Linked DNA regions of Mus musculus: regions 1, 2, 3 and 5 are each linked to region 4. The links are chromatin contacts, called in public promoter capture Hi-C maps. All regions are on one chromosome and are shown on one strand. The core of a region is the stretch at or near the end of the contact, and the rest is flanking DNA. Distances in the headings are between cores, read along the strand shown. Region 1 holds the start of Pdia3 (protein disulfide isomerase associated 3). Region 2 holds the start of Eif3j1 (eukaryotic translation initiation factor 3, subunit J1). Region 3 holds the start of Zscan29 (zinc finger SCAN domains 29). Region 4 holds the start of Rmdn3 (regulator of microtubule dynamics 3). Region 5 holds the start of Mfap1b (microfibrillar-associated protein 1B).

Region 1 (3,266 bases), core at 192-2,691, 2.3 Mb before region 4:
ACGAATTCTAGAGACATATAGATGCTATCTATAATGTGTAATCAATGTGACTGTCAACCACAGAAGCCTGAACTGAAACACAATTTGCTTCCTGCCTCTTTAGGCAGTCTTCACTACAGGACTTTTGAGTGTGACCATCTAAGTCAGAGAAGCTAGAGATGTTAACAATCCCACTGGGTCAGAAGCAAAGGTAAGTTACAGTGTAACTATCACACTCTGTCTTACTGATACTTTTGAACAGGTTTGAATTAAGGGTCATTGTGCTAGGAGGGAAAAAATATTGACATCCTCTAAACTGTATGCCCTTGTAATAAATAATTGGTAAATTATCCTATCCACTACTCTAAGTGACAAAACTAGAAATCCTATTTGCTCTCCCTTCCCAAGCAAAGTTTTTATTTGGGGTCACACCCACTCGATAGAACTTACCCTTTTCTTAGGTTAAGCAGTGGTAACTTTCTTATCCAGAATGTTATCATTTTCTAGAATTATTTAATACTGAAATTATGATAGGTCCTAGTGAAATAATTCTTGTTGGTTTACTCTTTTAATAAGAGGCCTCTGCAGCTTAATGTAAAATAGTGTAAGCCATGCCATGAACCAACTAATGGCCTGTCTCAAGAAAGCACTTAGGATCTTTCTGCAGCTACAGAGTGACCTTGGTTAGAAACCAATGGCTCTAATGGGGTGGAGACAAAAAGAGAAAAAAAAAAAACCCCAGAACCTCACCACTTAAAAGAGGACCTCTGCCTCCTCTCTGAAGGCTTTGGGATGCCAGCCTTGTCTGCAGACCTGGGGACACATACACTGACTCACCTAGATACTGAAAGATAGACCGGAGGGGGAGGGGATGGGAGAACCCTCCACATAGGAAGTGCTGCAAGAACGCGGAGGTAAGGACGTGGCCCTACCCTGGAGTTTAGGCTTTCTGCTTTCCGGATCTGCCCCCGTCCCCACCCTACCTCGTCCTCACCCCACCCCCCACCCCGGGCGGAGCGCCTCCCGGTTCCCCACCGACTGGCAATGAGGCAGCCGCAGCCAGGCCTGCTAGATAGTGGAGGGCGCCCGCGCTGCGTAGGCCCAACCGCTCCCGCGCCCAGCCGGTCCTCCGGCCCTGATCCCGCAAAGTGGCCTCACCAGGGGGCGAAGAACTCGACTAGCATGAGCCCCGCCGAGCCCGTGTCGGAGACGCGACTCTCGAAGTTTTCGTCCGTCAGTTCCAACACATCGGAGGCGGCGGCGAGACGGGCCGAGGCGAGCAGCAGCGCCACGCCCGGGAGCAGAGCTAGGCAGCTGAAGCGCATGGCGGCGGGTCGCGGTCGGAGGGCCGGGACCGGAGAAATGAGATGGGAGAGCCCGCAATCTGCAGCCGCTTGCCTGCGCTCGCGCGTCTGGCCCGGGCAGACCCGCTGCCGAGGTCCCAACCCCCTAGGCCTGCTCGGGGCCCGCAGTGTGGCAGCCGCCGATTGGCTGCGTCACGCAGCGTCGGGCGGGCGGAACAGCTGGTAACTGCCGATTGGCGGGCGCGCGGGGCGAGGCGGGGCGGACGCTTAGGCGAACGCCCGCCGGTCTGGCTGTGGCGGAGGCCTGGACGGGGGGTCGGTGGGAAGTAGGGGGCTCAGCGAAGCCGGAGCGGCCCTGAGCGCCACCCGCTGGGGAGGAGTGAAGCTCTGGGCGCCGGCGCGGAAGGCGGAGGGGTGAAGTCAGGGCTGAGTGGGCGGAAGTGAGGCCCGCGAAAGGGCTGGAGGGGAGCTTGAGCTGTCTGTCCGGCTCCCTCCCTCCGGGGCATTGGGGCGCGCACGCACTTGAGCGCACCGCGACACGTTTTCCAAATGTCAGGCTGTTGCTTTGTCCAATTATAGGGCGTAGTAAGTCTACATCCTGCCGCTGCCCTACCTCGTATCCTGCTTTGTCAGGTCCACGTGAGGTCTGTATTCTTTGTCCAGCCTTAGGCCTCTGCCCTCCCTGCCTGCTGCTCCCCCCCCCCCCATTGTTGTTTGTTGGTTTGTTTGAGAGGGTGGGTAGCTGAGGATTGAGCCCAGAACCTTGCACATTGCTGGGCAAGTGATCCAACACTGGATTACATCCCTAGTCCTCTTTTGACTTTTTGAGTCATGTTCACACCAAGGTGTCCAGGCTGGCCTTGACTTCATACTGTAATCCGCGAAGGTCTAGAACTTTCCATCCTCTGGCCTCAGCCTCTCGAGTGGCTGAGACTGATAGTGTGCACTACGTACTAATAGGCACAGGCTCAGCTTTCACCTTTTTTTTTTTTTTTTTTTTTTTTTGAGGCAAGGAGGATTGGCTGCCCTGGAACTCACTATATAGACCAGGCAAATGTGGAACTCAACAGAGATCCACCATCCTCTTGAGACTGGAATATCTGTCTACACTGCCTGCCTTTTAAACTGATTTTTGTTTGTTTTTCAAGATAGTTTCTCTGTGTAGCCCTGGCTGTCCTTCACTAGGCTGTCTTTGAGCTCTGAGATTTGCCTGCCTCTATCTCCAGAGCGCTGGGATCCAAGCCATGGGCCACCTGCCTAACATTTAAGCCTAATTTTCAAAAAGAAGTGTTTAATTACAAATGCTGTCAGAAAGTGAAAATAACCCGAATATTTAGTTAGCTGTGAAGATATTTCTTATGACTTTTGTTTTTGTTTTTTTTTTGTTGTTGTTGTTGTTTTTGGCTTTTCGAGACAGGGTTTCTCTGTGCAGCCCTGGCTGTCCTGGAACTCACTTTATAGACCAGCCTGGCCTCTAACTCAGAAATCCGCCTGCCTCTGCCTCCCAAGTGCTGGGATTAAAGGCGTGCACCACCACTGCCTAGCTTCTTATGACTTTTATGTCTTTTGCTTAGATGAAAAACAAAATCCGTACCGAACAACAACAAAATACCTTTGAGTCTTTCAATGTGTTTATTCTTAACTGCTCATAGCTTTTTTTGTGTGGGCTTCTTGAATCTCTAAAAGGCAAAGAAGCTGGGGGAGGAGAGAGCCTGCTAATTGTAGTATAATTCTTAAGCATGACATCCTTGGTTCTACTTTCTTAACAGACATGGCACAAGAACAAGGACATTTCCAGCTGCTCAGAGCTGATGCTATCCGTTCAAAGCTCATTGACACTTTCTCGCTCATAGAGCATTTGCAGGGCTTGAGCCAAGCCGTACCAAGGCACACTCTCCGGGAGATACTTGGTTAGTAACCCTCATTCACACTAAACGTGATATTCCTGTCCATATCCTCAAGAGAAAGTGAGACATACTTAAG
Region 2 (3,645 bases), core at 986-3,485, 2.9 Mb before region 4:
GTTATGTCAGCCGGTGCACTCCCTTAATCCCAGCACTCGGGAGGCAGAGGCAGGCGGATTTCTGAGTTTGAGGCCAGCCTGGTCTACAGAGTGAGTTCCAGGACAGCCAGGGCTACACAGAAAAACCCTGTCTTGAAAAATACCAAAAAAAAAGACTGGTTATGTATACGAAAGTAAGTCTGCACTGAAAGAGTGAGTGGATACGTGGATTTTACAAGTAACTCACCTCTAAGTCTCCCCAAAGTTAGCTCTTACACTTATCAACTTACAGTGGTTCTCACTGTGGGTCTCCAACAACCCTTTCAGAGCTCAGATATCCTGCATCAGATATTTACAATTCATAATAGCAGCAAAATTAGTTATAAAGTAGCAAAAAATAACTTTATGCTTGGGAGAGGTCACCACAACATGTTAAATACAAGCTAAAAGTTCACAGCACCAGGAAGGTCCACAACCACTGTTAAGTGATACGAATTATAAACATCAGGAATGACACCATTTACATTCCATAACCCCAGGTAGATACTACATGGCATCATTACTGAAAGCTTTAAACAACCTTTTGGCATTTATTCCCGCCTCCTTTACTTTCCCCCCACTGTCCCCTGTTTTGTTTTAAACTTACTCCCATCTCTTGACTTTTTTTTTTTCCCAAGACTTATTTATTATTACATATAAGTACACTGTAGGAGGGCATCAGATTTCATTACAGATGGGTGGCTAGTGGTTACTGGGATTTGAACTCAGGACCTTCAGAAGAGCAGTCAGTGCTCTTAATCGCTGAGCCATCTCTCCAGCCCAACTTTAACTTCTTTAACTTTATAAGATGTCCTAACTTCTACTTCCTAGGAAAAGTGAAAAGTCAAAACTGAAAATCTGCCGTGATAGGATAATATAAGGTCGGTAACAAACCATGCCCAAGTGTATACATACAATAGATAAAGAAAGCACGTAAGTAGCCAGTCAACAGCACTATTATTAACTTCATTATTAACTTCAATGTACACAAAGATCACTTCATTCCTCAAATTCAGGCTGTCTGGTAAAGTAGACATACACTTCAGCAAAGTTCAGAGTAAAAATGAAAAATCCAAACAGTATATCTAAAGCTGTAAGATGAGCCCGTGAGAGTTTTTAAGAACAATAAAGGTGAATAGGACTCGAATTTACAATACAAAAAAAAAAAAAAACAAACAAACCACTGGCCCCTGGTCTACCACAACCACCAACTCTTTGGGGTTTTTTTCTAAGCCTGTCTGTCCCTGTGTAGATGAATAACTGTTAGCTCTGTTTTTCAGAGTTCACAGTTCTGTCCACTAACCCGATGGTTATCTCAGTGCTCTCAGTTCATCCTTCTTACCACAGGGTGGGGGAAGGGAGAGCTAAAAGTTGTTTTACTACTCCAATTCTAGTTTAGAAAATTCAATGTATTTTCTCCATCTAATCGCTCAAACGAGCTACCGGCCTTCACAATCATACCTAAGTTACTGACACATGGGAGAGCCGAACTAGGAAAAGCGGATCCACGACTTTCCATATGGGACAAACACTGAAACCGAGTTCCCGATCTGTTCGCCTAGTTTCGGTGAGAGGTTCTGGACTGCGAAGATAGCACGTGGGCCGACCGGACTGCTGCTGTCACTTCTCGTCTCCAGTTAGGTTCCAGGCCAGAGAGCCGACCCTCGGTGAAGGGCTGGGGCCCAGGCGGTCACCACCCTCCGCAGAGTCCGGCCGGACAAGCTGCCGCCTTGCTGCCCACATGGCCGTCCAGCCGAGGGAACCTCCGGGCCGAAGCTCACGCGGGACCCACGGCCCGCAGGCCCGGGCGGCGCCCCGGGGGCCCGATCTCCCCGCCCGCAGCCGGCGCCCACGGGCGTAGCCTGGCTCCCGGGCCCGAACCTACCTTCACGTCCTCGTCCTCGTCCTCGCCTTCCCAGCGGTCCCCGCCGGCCGTGCCGCCGCCCGCGACCTTCCGCACCGGGTCCTCCATAGAGAACGTGTCCGCGTCTACGGAAGAGAGCGAGTCGCGTTAGTACCCGCGTGGGAGCGGGGCCGCCACAGCCCGCATTTGGGCCGGAACTTCTGCTCACCCCAAGAGTCTGAGTCCCCCGCCGCCGCTGCCGCCGCCGCCGCCGCCGCCATCTCGAACCGGGGGTGAGCGTGTGCGATGGGAAGAGCTGCGAAGAGTTAGCGCGGCAGAGGTGAGTCACTGGGCTGGCTCTCGTTGGCCCGCGCAGGGCAGGCTGGGACAGTGGCTGACTGGGCGCCCGGCAGAGGCTCCGCCCCACGGGCGACGCGCGCGGCAGGGGCGGGGCGGGCGGGGTGGGGCGACGCTGGGCTGGGAGACGCGGACCAGCCTGGTCCCCCCAAGCCACACCCCTCACCCCCTCATCCCCCACCCCCCGCGAGAAGAGAAAGGAAGTGCGCACGCGTGAGTCGGGCGGTGCTCGGCTAGCGAGTGGGTCTTCTAGTGCTGGCTGATCGTGAGCCGGCAGCAGGCGAGCAGCGAGGAGGAAGTGGACAGGGCAGATATCCCGTGGCCTCCTAGCATTCGGGCACGGAGATGGAAGTATACTCCAAGTCTCCCTGGTTCTCCCTTCCGGTGATCACCCGAAGTCCTGCACGGTGATTGTTTTGGCGAAAACATTTCGGAGTTCCGTGGTCCGTCCCAGGCTTATTCTAGTTTGTCCTCAACACAGTAGCAAAATAGTTATGTAAACAGATTTCGACACAGTGCAGTGGCTGCAACAAAAAGAAGCATTATGAGGTTAGATGTTAAAAAGGTAGCATTAACGACGACGGAAGTTTCAGTTTTCTGCCCGCGGTAGGCACTGGTGAAGCTGGAGTTTGAGAAACCAAGTGACTTGTGCTCCGGTGCATTTCTGGTAGAGAGAAGGCTTGTGGTGCTCATCTGAGTGCATTCTAACAGGTAAACTGATAAAAAGAACCTAAAAGGAGCAAAATTCTCTCCCCCTTGGCACAGGGCTTCCCAGTAAGGACATTAAGAAGGAAGGAGCTAGTTTAGATATTGTCTGATTTTCCAATATATTCATTGTTTTTAAAGTTTTTTGTTTTGTTTTGCTTTGTTTTTAAGACAAGTTTCTCTCTGTAGCCTGGGCTGTCCTGGAACTCGCTCTGTGAACCAGGCTGGCTCCCAGGTGCTGGGATTAAAGGCATGAGCTTAGGTTTTAAGTCTTTAAAAAAAACAGACACACATCAGCCATTCTTAGTACTTTCCGTTTCTTGTGTATTTTTCGTCTACAAGTAAACATTTTATAAGGTGGTCTTTCAAGAAATGTTCTACCGCAATTTTTTTGTGTTTGTTTGTTTGTTTGTTTGTTTTCGAGACAGGATTTCTCTGTGTAGCCCTGGCTGTCCTGGAACTCACTCAGTAGACCAAGCTGGCCTCAAACTCAGAAATCAGCCTGCCTCTGCCTCCCGAGAGCTGGGATTAAAGGCGTGCGCCACCACGCTCAGCTGTTCGACAGCATTATTAAAATGAGAGATGACGCTCTATAAAAGAAAGCATCCGCCCAGCGTGGTGGCACACGTGGTGGCCAGCCTGGTCTACAGAGTGCCAGGACAGCCAGGGCTACACAGAGAAGTCCTGTCTCAAAAAACCAAAAAAAAAAAAAAAAAAAATCC
Region 3 (3,704 bases), core at 208-2,707, 2.0 Mb before region 4:
TTTTAGAAAAGTTCTAGGTTTAAGATCAGTGAAATGGCTCAGAGAGTCAGGCATTTGCTACACAAACCTGAAGACCTGAGTTAAATCCCTGAAACCTACACAAATGTGGGAAGAGAGAAGTGACTCCATAAAGTTGACCTCTTCATACACTCTGTGACATATATGCCCACACTCATACAACATAGACACATACTCTAGTTTTAAAAAAAAAAATTCTAGTTTAGGCTTAATTACTGTGAAAAAGTCAACTCCACCTTGAAGTCACTGATACCATTTTACACAACACACTTAGACACATTTGTAGTTGTCATTCTTTTCTTTGCCTTTCTCTGCCCTCTGTTCCCTTCTTTTCTTGCTTTCTTTTTTGAGAGAAGGTTCCACAGTGAAGCCCAGGCTGGACTTGAATCACACCAATAATCCTGCTTCAACTTCCCAAAGGCTGGGATTACAGGCACAAACACTACGCCTGGCTATTAAACTCAGTGTTGCCAATTTAGTTTCGGCAAAATATTGAGTATCACGCTATATCTGGGCTTCTCACGGGGGTTGGGGGAGATAAAGGAACAGAGGGGGAGAGGAAGAGAAAACAACTAACGGGTACATTCCTGTTATACTCTTCTAATTACAGGAAAAACCCCCTCTCAAGTTCTTCACCTGGTACAGAAATTTTCGAAGAAAGGAGGGAAACACCATATGTTTACAAATTCATTTTTTTCATCCAACACAATTTACTGAGTATTGTGTCTTGAGCGCTTTGTATACATTTCCACTACTTTCAAAATTCAATTTGAATCAATGCAAGAGTTCCCTATCCCTCCCCCTTTTCCCTCAAATAACTATCATCTAATTCCAGCTACACATTTAGGGATTCAGTTTAACAACAAATTCATATGCAGTGAAAAGAAGTGTGGTTCTATCCACTCCTAGTGGTTCTCTAGCAGGAGTCGCGGGACCGCAGGGCCCCCATAGCCGGAGCTCCGTAGGGTTGGCCCTCGGTTTCTCCCCGCTCGCGGGCGCCGGTCGGTTGGAGTTCCCCGGGTCCCGCCCCTTCGCTGCGGCTCAGCTGCACCCGCCGCGCGGCAAGCGACTCGTCTCTGACCCCCTGCATACCTGCAGGCCACTCCGCTTGTTCCAGGTGAAAATGGACCCTGGGTACCCACTCAGGGCCAAGAGCAGTTCGTGAATCATTTCTAGGGCGGCTCGGGAGTCCCTAGATCTACCACCTCCTCTTTTCAGCGCCTCTCCGGGCGACCCCTCACACCCAGCGGAATCTCTTGCCCTGAATCCCCGCAGTCCACCGGGAGAGGAGATGCCACAGAGCCGCGCGCCGCATCCCGGAAGTGCGCGCGGCCCAGGCGCCCACCGCCTCGCTCCCGCCGCGGAGCCGCGAGGAGGCGCCGGTGCCGTCGCGCATGCGTCCTGGGCTCCAGGAGAAGCCCGCTCGGACTTCCGGCTTGAGAGCGGGACTGAGGCTAGCCCAGGAGGGGAAGGGATGAGAGTGAGTTGAGAAGCTGGTTGAGAGAGACGCGGCCTGGGGTGGGCCGGCGGGAGTCCTCAGGACGCCTTGGCAGGGTCTGTGGCATTTTGACCGACTGCCGACGTCTCCCAGAGTGACCCGGCCGGAGGGAAGAAAACAAAGCTGGAACTTGGCAGCCGCCGCTGTGGAGCTGTGCTCGAAGCCCACGGACTCGCAGCACCGGCCCGCATCGGCCTCGTTCTCAGGAGACCCACCACTGCCGCCCCTCGAGCTTCCTCGCTTCACCAACTCCTGTAACTCTCCCCTAGTCCACCTCAATTTAGAAGCCCAAGTCGGCTCCCCCGGTGCGCGACCTTCCCCATCTGTCGCCCCGGAACTCTTGCCGAGTTCTTACTTCGTTCGGGAGGCGCGAGCAAGAGACCCAGTGTTCGGCACTTGACTTTGGTTCGGGGTGGAAATTTGTAGTTTGGTGTTCAAGGGGCGGGGCAGACACCAGGAGCTTCTGGAAGGACGGCGGTGGTTCTAGGGGAGAATAGCCGGCGCTCGCTGGACAGAGGCTTTTTGTTGTCGTTCGCCAAACGTTTTGACCGATTTGATCTGGGGCGCTAATGATTTACCTGAGGTGGGAGCGAAGCGGACAGATTTTTCTTTTCTCTGCAACTTCCTGGGGATACTCTAAACGTCACCTAGAAATGCAGTTTTTAAAAGGTCATTTTCACCTTGCCTATTGATTTGCTGTCCTGAAAAGGTACTGCCTCAGAAGGCCACTTCGAGCATATTGAAAGTCAGGCCGGCTCTGACAAGGTTTTAAACATGTAAAGATACTCTCCTCAGATAGCGCCATTTCTCTCTACTCTAGGATAAAACTCCTTTTTACAGAGAGACTCATCTGCAGGTGTTTCTCCAAGGGCATGCAAAGATAGTGTAATAAGTCCTAGAACCCAGACAGTGAGGAGAGAAACGGCTTTCTGCTGTGAAAGATGGCCAAACCCACTCGGAGAGGAAATGGCACAAGCTCTGAAAGCTTACGACAGCGCTTCAGAAGATTCCATTACCAGGAGGTGGCTGGGCCCCGGGAGGCTTTCAGCCAACTATGGGAACTTTGCTGTCGGTGGCTAAGGCCGGAGGTGCGGACCAAGGAGCAGATTGTAGAATTGTTGGTGCTAGAGCAATTCCTGACTGTGCTACCTGTGGAGATCCAGAACTGGGTACAGAAGCAATGTCCAGAAAATGGAGAGGAGGCGGTGACACTGGTGGAAGATTTAGAAAGAGAGTCTGGAAGACCTGGACATTCGGTGAGGAGGAGGGGGAATACAGTCAGAAGTGTGTGGCTGGGGAGAGACAAGGATGGAGGGGCAGTTTAAGATCAGTCGGATGTAAAGAGGTTTGGTGATTTTGATACTTCTGATCTGGAAGGGTTACTTTTTCAGGTAGGGCTTGCTTGGAGATGCCTACTCTGTTACAGTAAGTCTTTCACTTCAGTTTCTTAAGAGAAAAAATGGGGGAAGTTTCTTTTCCAGCTGCTATTTGGGTTTCTGTTTGATCTTTCTGCAGTTTCAACCACTCTAAGCTGATGATAACGGAATAAACACTTGTCTGTCCTACTCCCCACCCTCCACTCTGGCCTGGCCTCAGAGGATGGTCTCCCCCTGGGAATGCCCCTTGTTATGACCATGTCAATTAACGGGGGGTTATTTCTAGGTCACAGTCTCTGTGAAGGGGCAGGAAATGCACTCGGAGAAGATGACACCCCTGAAATCATCACAGGAGTTATTAAGTGTTCTGCAGGAGTCAGTGGAACCCCAGCCCAAGGGTGTATCCAAGAAAGAGAGGGCAAGAAGGCCAGCCCTGAGACTACAGGAGCAGATGAACCCAAAGGAGAATCTCAGACCTTTTCAAAGGAGCGGTGAGGAGTAGATGTGTGTGGGAGACAGAGCCCTCTAAGCTGGGAATAGGGTTGGGAGTAGTGAGTGGGGAAGGTTTCAGGGATAGTGGCACCTGTGTGGCACCTCCCAATGTGATGTTTCAGGACCCTGGAAAGGCAGCTAGCTCAACCCTCTGGTAGAGTAAGTATTTTTGTATCTCTTCCTTTGATAAGTCTGCCTAGTTCTCACTATAATCGGAATACTTTTATTTCTGGTGATAGATGCTTATTTTCTAGACCCTCTTCTATACTGAAGACACCTTCATTCTAGTAGTTTTTCTTTCCCTCTGTTCTTTATTCTTT
Region 4 (3,529 bases), core at 778-3,277:
GCTGAGAAAGGGTCTCTCTTTGTAGCCCCGGATGTCCTGAAACTCACTCTATAAATCAGGATGGCCTCAAACTTAGAAATCCTCCTGCCTCTGCTTCCCAAGTGTTGAAATTAAAGGCAGGCACCACTACCGCTTGGCTACAAAATGTTTTTGTTTTTTTGTTTTTGTTTTTTCGAGACAGGGTTTCTCTGTATAGCTTTGGCTGTCCTGGAACTCACTCTGTAGACCAGGCTGGCCTCGAACTCAGAAATCCACCTGTCTCTGCCTTCTAAGTGCTGGGATTAAAGACATGTGCCACTACTACCAGCCTGGCTCCAAAATGTTTAATAACAGTTTAATAACATTTAATAATTTAATAAATGTTATTTATTTATTTATTTATTTATTTATCGAGACAGGGTTTCTCTGTATAGCCCTGGCTGTCCTGGAATTCCCTCTGTAGACCAGGCTGGCCTTGAACTCAGAAATCTGCCTGCCTCTGCCTCCCAAATGCTGGGATTAAACAAATGTTTAATAACATTTAATAATAAATGTTTAAGACAGCGGCAGGTGGATTGCTGTGAGTTCAAGACCCTCCTGGTCTACAAAGAGAGTTCTAGGGGCTGGCAAGATGGCTCAGTGGTTAAGAGCGTCACCTGCTCTTCCGAAGGTCCCAAGTTCAAATCCCAGCAACCACATGGTGGCTCACAACCATCCATAATGAAATCTGATGCCCTCTTCTGGAGTAGCTGAGGACAGCTACAGTGTACTTACATATAATAAATAAATAAATCTTAGAGAGAGAGAGAGAGAGAGAGAGAGAGAGAGAGAGAGAGAGAGAGTTAGTTCTAAAGCAGCCAGCACCATACAGAAAAACCCCATCTCAACAAACAAACCAACCAACCCAAAACAAAAACTCAAACCAAGAAACAAAAAAGACAGTGGAGGGCTGGAGAGATGGCTCAGTGGTTAAGAGCACTGACTGCTTTTCCAGATGTCCTGAGTTCAATACCCAGCAACCACATGGTGGCTCACCACAACCATCTGTGATGGATTTTGATCCCCTCTTCTGGTGCTGTCTGAAGACATCTAGAGTGTACTCATATACATAAAATAAATAAATAAATCTTTGAAAAAAAAAGAGACAGTGGGATTATCTAAGTCCTCTAAAACCTGTGTCTATCTTAAAATGGTGAGATACTTTATATTATATTCATTTATATATGAATACATTTGGAGGCAGACAAATCTGTAGTCTTGAATTTGGAAGGCCAAAGCAGAAGGCCAGAGACGCCAAAGCTTGGCTTTATGACAAAGACCATATCCCAGCTTTTGGCAGAGTTGGGGTTCAGAAGGCTCACAAGATCGAGGTCTCTCTGTGCTACAGAGCGAATTCAAAGCTAACTTCAGCAACTTGAGGTCTGGTCTCAAAATTTAAAAGTCCCCCCTCCTCAAAATAAAAAAAAAAAAGTTTGATGATGTGGTTCAGTGGCACAGCACTTGCCAGTCTGGGCTATATAGTGATCCCCTGACTTAATAAAGCAGCAACATACAAAGCAAAGATAGCAGAAATGGTATGTATCAGACCCAGTTTCTCTGTGGAGCCCTGGCTGTCCTGAAGCTTGCTCTGTAGACTATACAGTCCTGATTAGATTCGAACTCGCAATGATCCTCCTGGTCCAGGGGCCCTGGCTTGAAGAGGATTTTTGAAAACTTGTAGGAGTCCCAGCGATGTAGGGACATCTTATCGATAACCAACAACTTACTCCAATTTCATCTAGCAGTGGCGCTGTTGTTTGGGGTTTGACTGGAAAAATCGGTAAACGACTCAGCTGAAAATAAAGCCAGTGTTAAGAAGAGGTGGGGGTGGTGGCATCTTCCAGGTATAAGCAGCGTGAGATTTGCGGAGCACATTCTGGCCGTAGCACCGGGTAAAGTCCACCCAGAGGCTCGGACACTAGACAGCCCAACCCACCTTCGCGGCCCCGGTAACCGCACAGCGTCCATTCGCCGATGTAGCCCCGCCCACAGAACCCGGGTGGGAGGCAGAGCCTCGTGCGTCATCTCCACGCGCGTCTCACCGTGCGCGGAGCAGGTGGCGCGGATTAAGGACGTCAAAATCATTGACAGAGTGAAAGCGCGGTGCCTGCTGCTGCCATGGTGGCTGGTGGCTGGGTAAGGGTCTGAGTTGGTCTCCTGCGGGCCCAGCGTGGCTTCGGGGGGCGCCGGAAGGCCGAGAGTGTGCAGCCGGCTGCGAGGTTGTCACGTACAGGGTGTTGGGAGGCCAGGGGCGCGGAAGCCGGACTGCACTGGGCAGGGGCGCGTTGGACCGGCGCTGCTGCCTCTTGGCAGGGCGTCCGTCTGCGCCGGGGGCTGCGGCACCCGCGGGCTGGACCTGGGTGAGCCGGGGGCTGCGGCACCGTCCGGCCGGACCTGGGTGAGGCCGTGGCTAACGGGTTCTGCCTCGGGGGTGGAGGGCCGGCCTCATGACTCTCTCTCGGTTCGCTCCTGTTTCTTACGCGGGCTGCAGGTACACTATGTCTAGACTGGGGGCCCTGGGCGGCTCCCGCGCCGGGTTGGGACTGTTACTTGGTACTGCCGCCGGCCTTGGATTCCTGTGCGTCCTTTACAGCCAGCGATGGAAACGGACCCAGCGCCATGGCCGGAGTCACAGTCTGCCCAACTCCCTGGACTATGCGCAGGCTTCAGAGCGTGGACGCCAGGGTAAGAGCACAGGTCATAACTTACTGATGGCACTGGGGCTCGGGCTGTCTTTCGCAGAGCAGGATGGCGGGGCAGTGGAAAGGCTGAGTTTCACAGTTTTAGGAAAAACTCACCAAAAAGGAAAGCTGTGCCCTTTCCTCCGATTCCAGGAAAGCTTGGTGCAGGACTGTAGCTTTCACTTTTAGTTCTGGTCGCGCCCATGAATGTGTACGGAGGGCATTTGAGAAGTGCTGGGTGAGGGGTGTGTTTGACAGAGGAAGAGTCTGAAAGAAGGAAAAAGAAATAATCTCATTGGAATTAAAAGTTCTGGTGGCGTGAATATATGTATCCAGATATGAAGTCGTGTTTGGAGAGTAATCCAAGTTTGAAAAATCCCTTTTATGAAGAAAGATTCATAGGGATTGTGTAACTTTCTCGAGGTTGTTACAGAGTAAGAGGTAAAGCTGGACCCAGTCGTCTGGTCCAGTGGACTTTCCACAGCACAGGCTGAGAGCACATTCATGCAACTCAAGCCAAATGGTTGAAAGCCAGCAGTGACAGATGAAATGGATTTCGTTTTGTAAAAAGTCTTCAGGTTAAGTCATTTAAGCAGAGCAGCTGGGGCTTTGAATCGCTCCCCTTATTTGGGTGACAGAGGCTCGTGTAGCCCCCCTCGTTCCGTGCTGATTGGAAATGTTTTCTGTGACCACTGCACTCATATATCTTCTGATTCAGTGCTAACTGGGAATGTGAGTTCTGCAAGAGTGTCTGCGCACTTATCACCCTAGGTTGCAGCTGTCAGCGTCTGATAACATAGTGGTAACGTGGCAGGGCCAGTGACCTGGCT
Region 5 (3,362 bases), core at 339-2,838, 2.3 Mb before region 4:
GGTGTTGGCATTAGGACCTGTGTTTGATTCCCAGCACCCAAATTAAAAGGCTGGCATTAGAATTCAAGCACAGGTGATGCAAGACAAGTGGAGTTCTGCAGCTCCATGGCCAAACTGACTACCCTGAACACAGAGCCCAGGTCCAACAGACGCTGTCTCAAACACAAGGGAGATGATGCACAGGTTAGGATGCTTGCCACCCAAGCCTAGCATCTTTATCTTACTCCCAGAGCCTCCATAAGGGCCATTTCTCACTATTGTCCTCTGATCATCATATATGGCATGGCTCACCCACCCCAATAATAAGAATTTGGGGTTTTTTGTTTTGTTTTGTTTTTGTTTGTTTGTTTGTTTTGTTTTTTCGAGACAGGGTTTCTCTGTAAAGGGTTTCTCACTTTGTAGACCAGGCTGGCCTCGAACTCAGAAATCTGCCTGTCTCTGCCTCCCCGGTGCTGGGATTAAAGGTGTGAGCCATCACACTCGGCAGAATTTGCTAAAGGTAGACACTTCTGTTTCTCTCAGGTTAACATTTAGTGCATAGTTGTTTACAAACTCTGAGGGGTTCTAACTTGAACTTCTTATTTTTATGTATATCTTTGGGGCTCCCCCCCTTAATTTAGATGGGAGGGTAATGTGGTTATAATCCAATAAACATTTTTAATAATAACAACAACAACAAAAATATTTTTGTCTACTCTGGCCTTCTAAAGCTTTTCTGCTTGTAAGCTTCGTCCTTGTTTGACTCATTGAAAATCCTCACTAAAGTTTGTCAATTTCCTGTCTTCACCAAGCAAGGACACAGGTGAAAAAATTTGATAATTATATTAACAGAACCTTCAAAGTCCTATATAATATTGTACTCCCTCCCAGAATTTTTACTGTGTAGACCGACTAGCCTCAATTACAGAAATCCACCTGCCACGGTCTTTCCAGTGCTAGAATAAGGGCATGTGTGTCCAAATCAACAATTGGCCCCTAAGGGATTCTCCTTTTTTTTTTTTTTTTTTTCTTTTGAAGAGTCTTCTCTTGTTGCCTAAGCTGGCCTACAAAACACGGCAATCCTCTTTCACCTTCCCAAATGCTGGGATTACAGACGTGACCCACGTATCCGGATGAAACACTTTACACTTCTAGCTTTTTATTTTTTATTTGTTTTTTCTTTTTTGTTTTTTCAAAACAGGGTTTCTCTGCGTAGCCCTGGCTGTCCTGAAACTCACTCTGTAAACCAGGCTGTCCTCGAACTCAGAAATCCGCCTGCCTCTGCTTCTTACTGGGATTAAAGGGGTGCACCATCATTTTCGGCCACACTTCTAGCTTTAAACAGTATGCACCAACAGTCTCTCCTAAAATGTAATAAATAAAATCTTTAATCCGAACCTTCCTGGACCTTACCAAAACCAAAAGAAACAACTGTCAGACAGGAGGACCTTCCAGTTCTTGAGCGGTTGAAGACGAGAAAATTGCCTTAGGAAAGCGCACAAATTTCAAGCTAGCCCTTTAAGCGATCAGCGCTCAGCCGCCCTCCAATTACCCACAATCCTCTGTTATGTACTTCCGGTTCCTCTACCTCTGCCGGAAGTTGTTTCTGTCAGTTGCGCAGCTGTGTCCAGCACAGCCTGTGGGACGCGGCGTTCTGCTCCTTGCTCTTCGTTGTTGGGATTGAGTCCGTTTTGGAGAGTCTCCGCGGCAGCCGTCACCATGTCGGTCCCAAGCGCACTCATGAAGCAGCCGCCCATCCAGTCTACGGCTGGGGCCGTCCCAGTTCGAAACGAGAAAGGTACGGGCTCCCCTCCCCTCCGGTTGGCTCTGAACTCTTTCATCCTGAGTATCTCTCAAACCTGCCTTACGCCGACCATGCCAGCTCGGCTGGCCCTTAAAACCTAGCTGCAGTTTCTTCCTGCGTCCCGCCTAAAGTCACAGGTGGCGTAGAGAAAGGGGATAGCGGGATCCACTTGCATCTACCTGATCGATTTAGTGAGGAGATCTCTCTCGAAATATGAAGTAAAGGAGGCTGGAGAGGCAGATCAGCGGTTGAGAGGACGTACTGCTGTACCACAGGGCGCAAGTTCAATTGCCAGCAGTCACTTCAGGTGACTCAACAACAACCTGGGACCCCAAGTCTAGGGAGATCTGACACCTCTGGCTTCTGCCAGTACCTACGCTTGTGCACATATCCACACATAGCATCCTTACAAATGATGATAATAATAATGCTGCATAGATGGCTCAACCGTTAAAGGCCAGGCTCACAGGCAGAACAGTAACAAAAATCAAAATATAAGAAGAAAGTGGGGCTGGCGAGATGGCTCAGTGGTTAAGAGCACCGACTGCTCTTCCCAAGGTCCTGAGTTCAAATTCCAGCAACCACATGGTGGCTCACAACCATCCATAACGAAATCTAATGCCCTCTTCTGGAGTGTCTGAAGACGGCTACAGTGTACTTACATATAATAAATAAATAAAATCTTTAAAAAAAAAAAGAAGAAAGTGAGCTAGAGGCCTATGTTGTGTGTTTCTTTTCACTGTAATTGTTTTGTTTGTTTATTTTTAAGTGTATGAATGCTTTGCTTCCATGCATGGATATGCACCATGTGGGTGCAGTACCCACAGAGGCCAGAGGAGGGCCTGGAGTATCAGACTGTAACAGACTGCCATGCAGATGCTGGAAAATTGATCCAGGACCTCTGTATGAGCAGCAGAGCCTCTTAGCTGCTGAGCCACCTCTTGAGCTCCACCCTGTTTGTGTTATAGAAGAGATCTCCCGATTCAGCACAAGAGCTGGAGGAAAAGGTAGAAGCTGGCTAGTCAGAACGTTAAGTTAGGTCGTAAAGGCTGCCACAGCACCGCAGAGAGAGAAGCTAGGAAGAGAGCTGCCCTTACTGTGCCTGAGGTCAGACCCCGAGCATCCACATAGACACCTTGTGGGGAGAAGAGACGAGTTAGGAACTTTAGGCTTGATGGCTGGGCTAATAATAGCTGAAACAGCAAGCAACAGGTTCAGTGAAAGAACCTGTCTCAAGAAAGTTGTACAAAACAAAGAGAAAAAAAAAAAAGAAAGTTGTAGAAAACACATAAGTGTGGGCATATGCATTTAAGCAGTCAGTAGGCAGAGGCAGACAGCTCTGTGAGTTTCAAACCAGCTTGGTCCTTGCCAGCCAGGTCTGCATAAAGAGACCCTGCCTCTGAAAAATGAACATAAAAAACTAAAAAAAAAAAAAAAAAAAAAAAAAAAGAAGAAGAAAGAAAGAAAGGTATTTGGACTGGCAGATGGGTCTGTGGTTAAGGGCAATTGTTGCTCTTATAGAGGACTATGTGGCCCAGTCATCCATGACTCTAATTCCAGGGGACCTGAACTACTTTTC

What was found. Promoter capture Hi-C pulls out the DNA fragments that hold promoters and counts their contacts.
Region 1: a contact with region 4 is called in a promoter capture Hi-C map of liver, with 2.8 times the contacts expected there. The contact joins the promoter of Pdia3 here to the promoter of Rmdn3 in region 4.
Region 2: a contact with region 4 is called in a promoter capture Hi-C map of liver, with 6 times the contacts expected there. The contact joins the promoter of Eif3j1 here to the promoter of Rmdn3 in region 4. A contact is called at or near these places in 2 of 39 promoter capture datasets (both in liver).
Region 3: a contact with region 4 is called in a promoter capture Hi-C map of liver, with 5 times the contacts expected there. The contact joins the promoter of Zscan29 here to the promoter of Rmdn3 in region 4. A contact is called at or near these places in 3 of 39 promoter capture datasets (liver and pre-B cells).
Region 5: a contact with region 4 is called in a promoter capture Hi-C map of liver, with 6 times the contacts expected there. The contact joins the promoter of Mfap1b here to the promoter of Rmdn3 in region 4.

Annotation. Positions count from the first base shown.
Region 1 is chr2:121,412,077-121,415,342 of GRCm38.p6, reverse strand. Pdia3 (protein disulfide isomerase associated 3) reads right to left here and starts at 1,441. Exons shown (of 13, transcript NM_007952.2): 1 at 1,138-1,441. The coding sequence starts at 1,304. Catsper2 (cation channel, sperm associated 2) reads left to right here and starts at 1,551. Exons shown (of 13, transcript NM_153075.3): 1 at 1,551-1,927; 2 at 3,053-3,193. The coding sequence starts at 3,055.
Region 2 is chr2:122,027,170-122,030,814 of GRCm38.p6, reverse strand. It overlaps Eif3j1 (eukaryotic translation initiation factor 3, subunit J1), which reads right to left and starts at 2,235. Exons shown (of 8, transcript NM_144545.4): 1 at 2,091-2,235; 2 at 1,904-2,007. The coding sequence starts at 2,142.
Region 3 is chr2:121,168,878-121,172,581 of GRCm38.p6, reverse strand. Zscan29 (zinc finger SCAN domains 29) reads left to right here and starts at 1,457. Exons shown (of 5, transcript NM_001290819.1): 1 at 1,457-2,772; 2 at 3,179-3,383. The coding sequence starts at 2,458. Tubgcp4 (tubulin, gamma complex associated protein 4) reads right to left here and starts at 1,414. Exons shown (of 18, transcript NM_153387.3): 1 at 1,111-1,414. The coding sequence starts at 1,188.
Region 4 is chr2:119,155,532-119,159,060 of GRCm38.p6, reverse strand. It overlaps Rmdn3 (regulator of microtubule dynamics 3), which reads left to right and starts at 2,027. Exons shown (of 13, transcript NM_001033136.3): 1 at 2,027-2,154; 2 at 2,510-2,703. The coding sequence starts at 2,517.
Region 5 is chr2:121,472,249-121,475,610 of GRCm38.p6, reverse strand. Mfap1b (microfibrillar-associated protein 1B) reads left to right here and starts at 1,588. Exons shown (of 7, transcript NM_001081975.3): 1 at 1,588-1,777. The coding sequence starts at 1,699. It also overlaps the pseudogene Gm14018.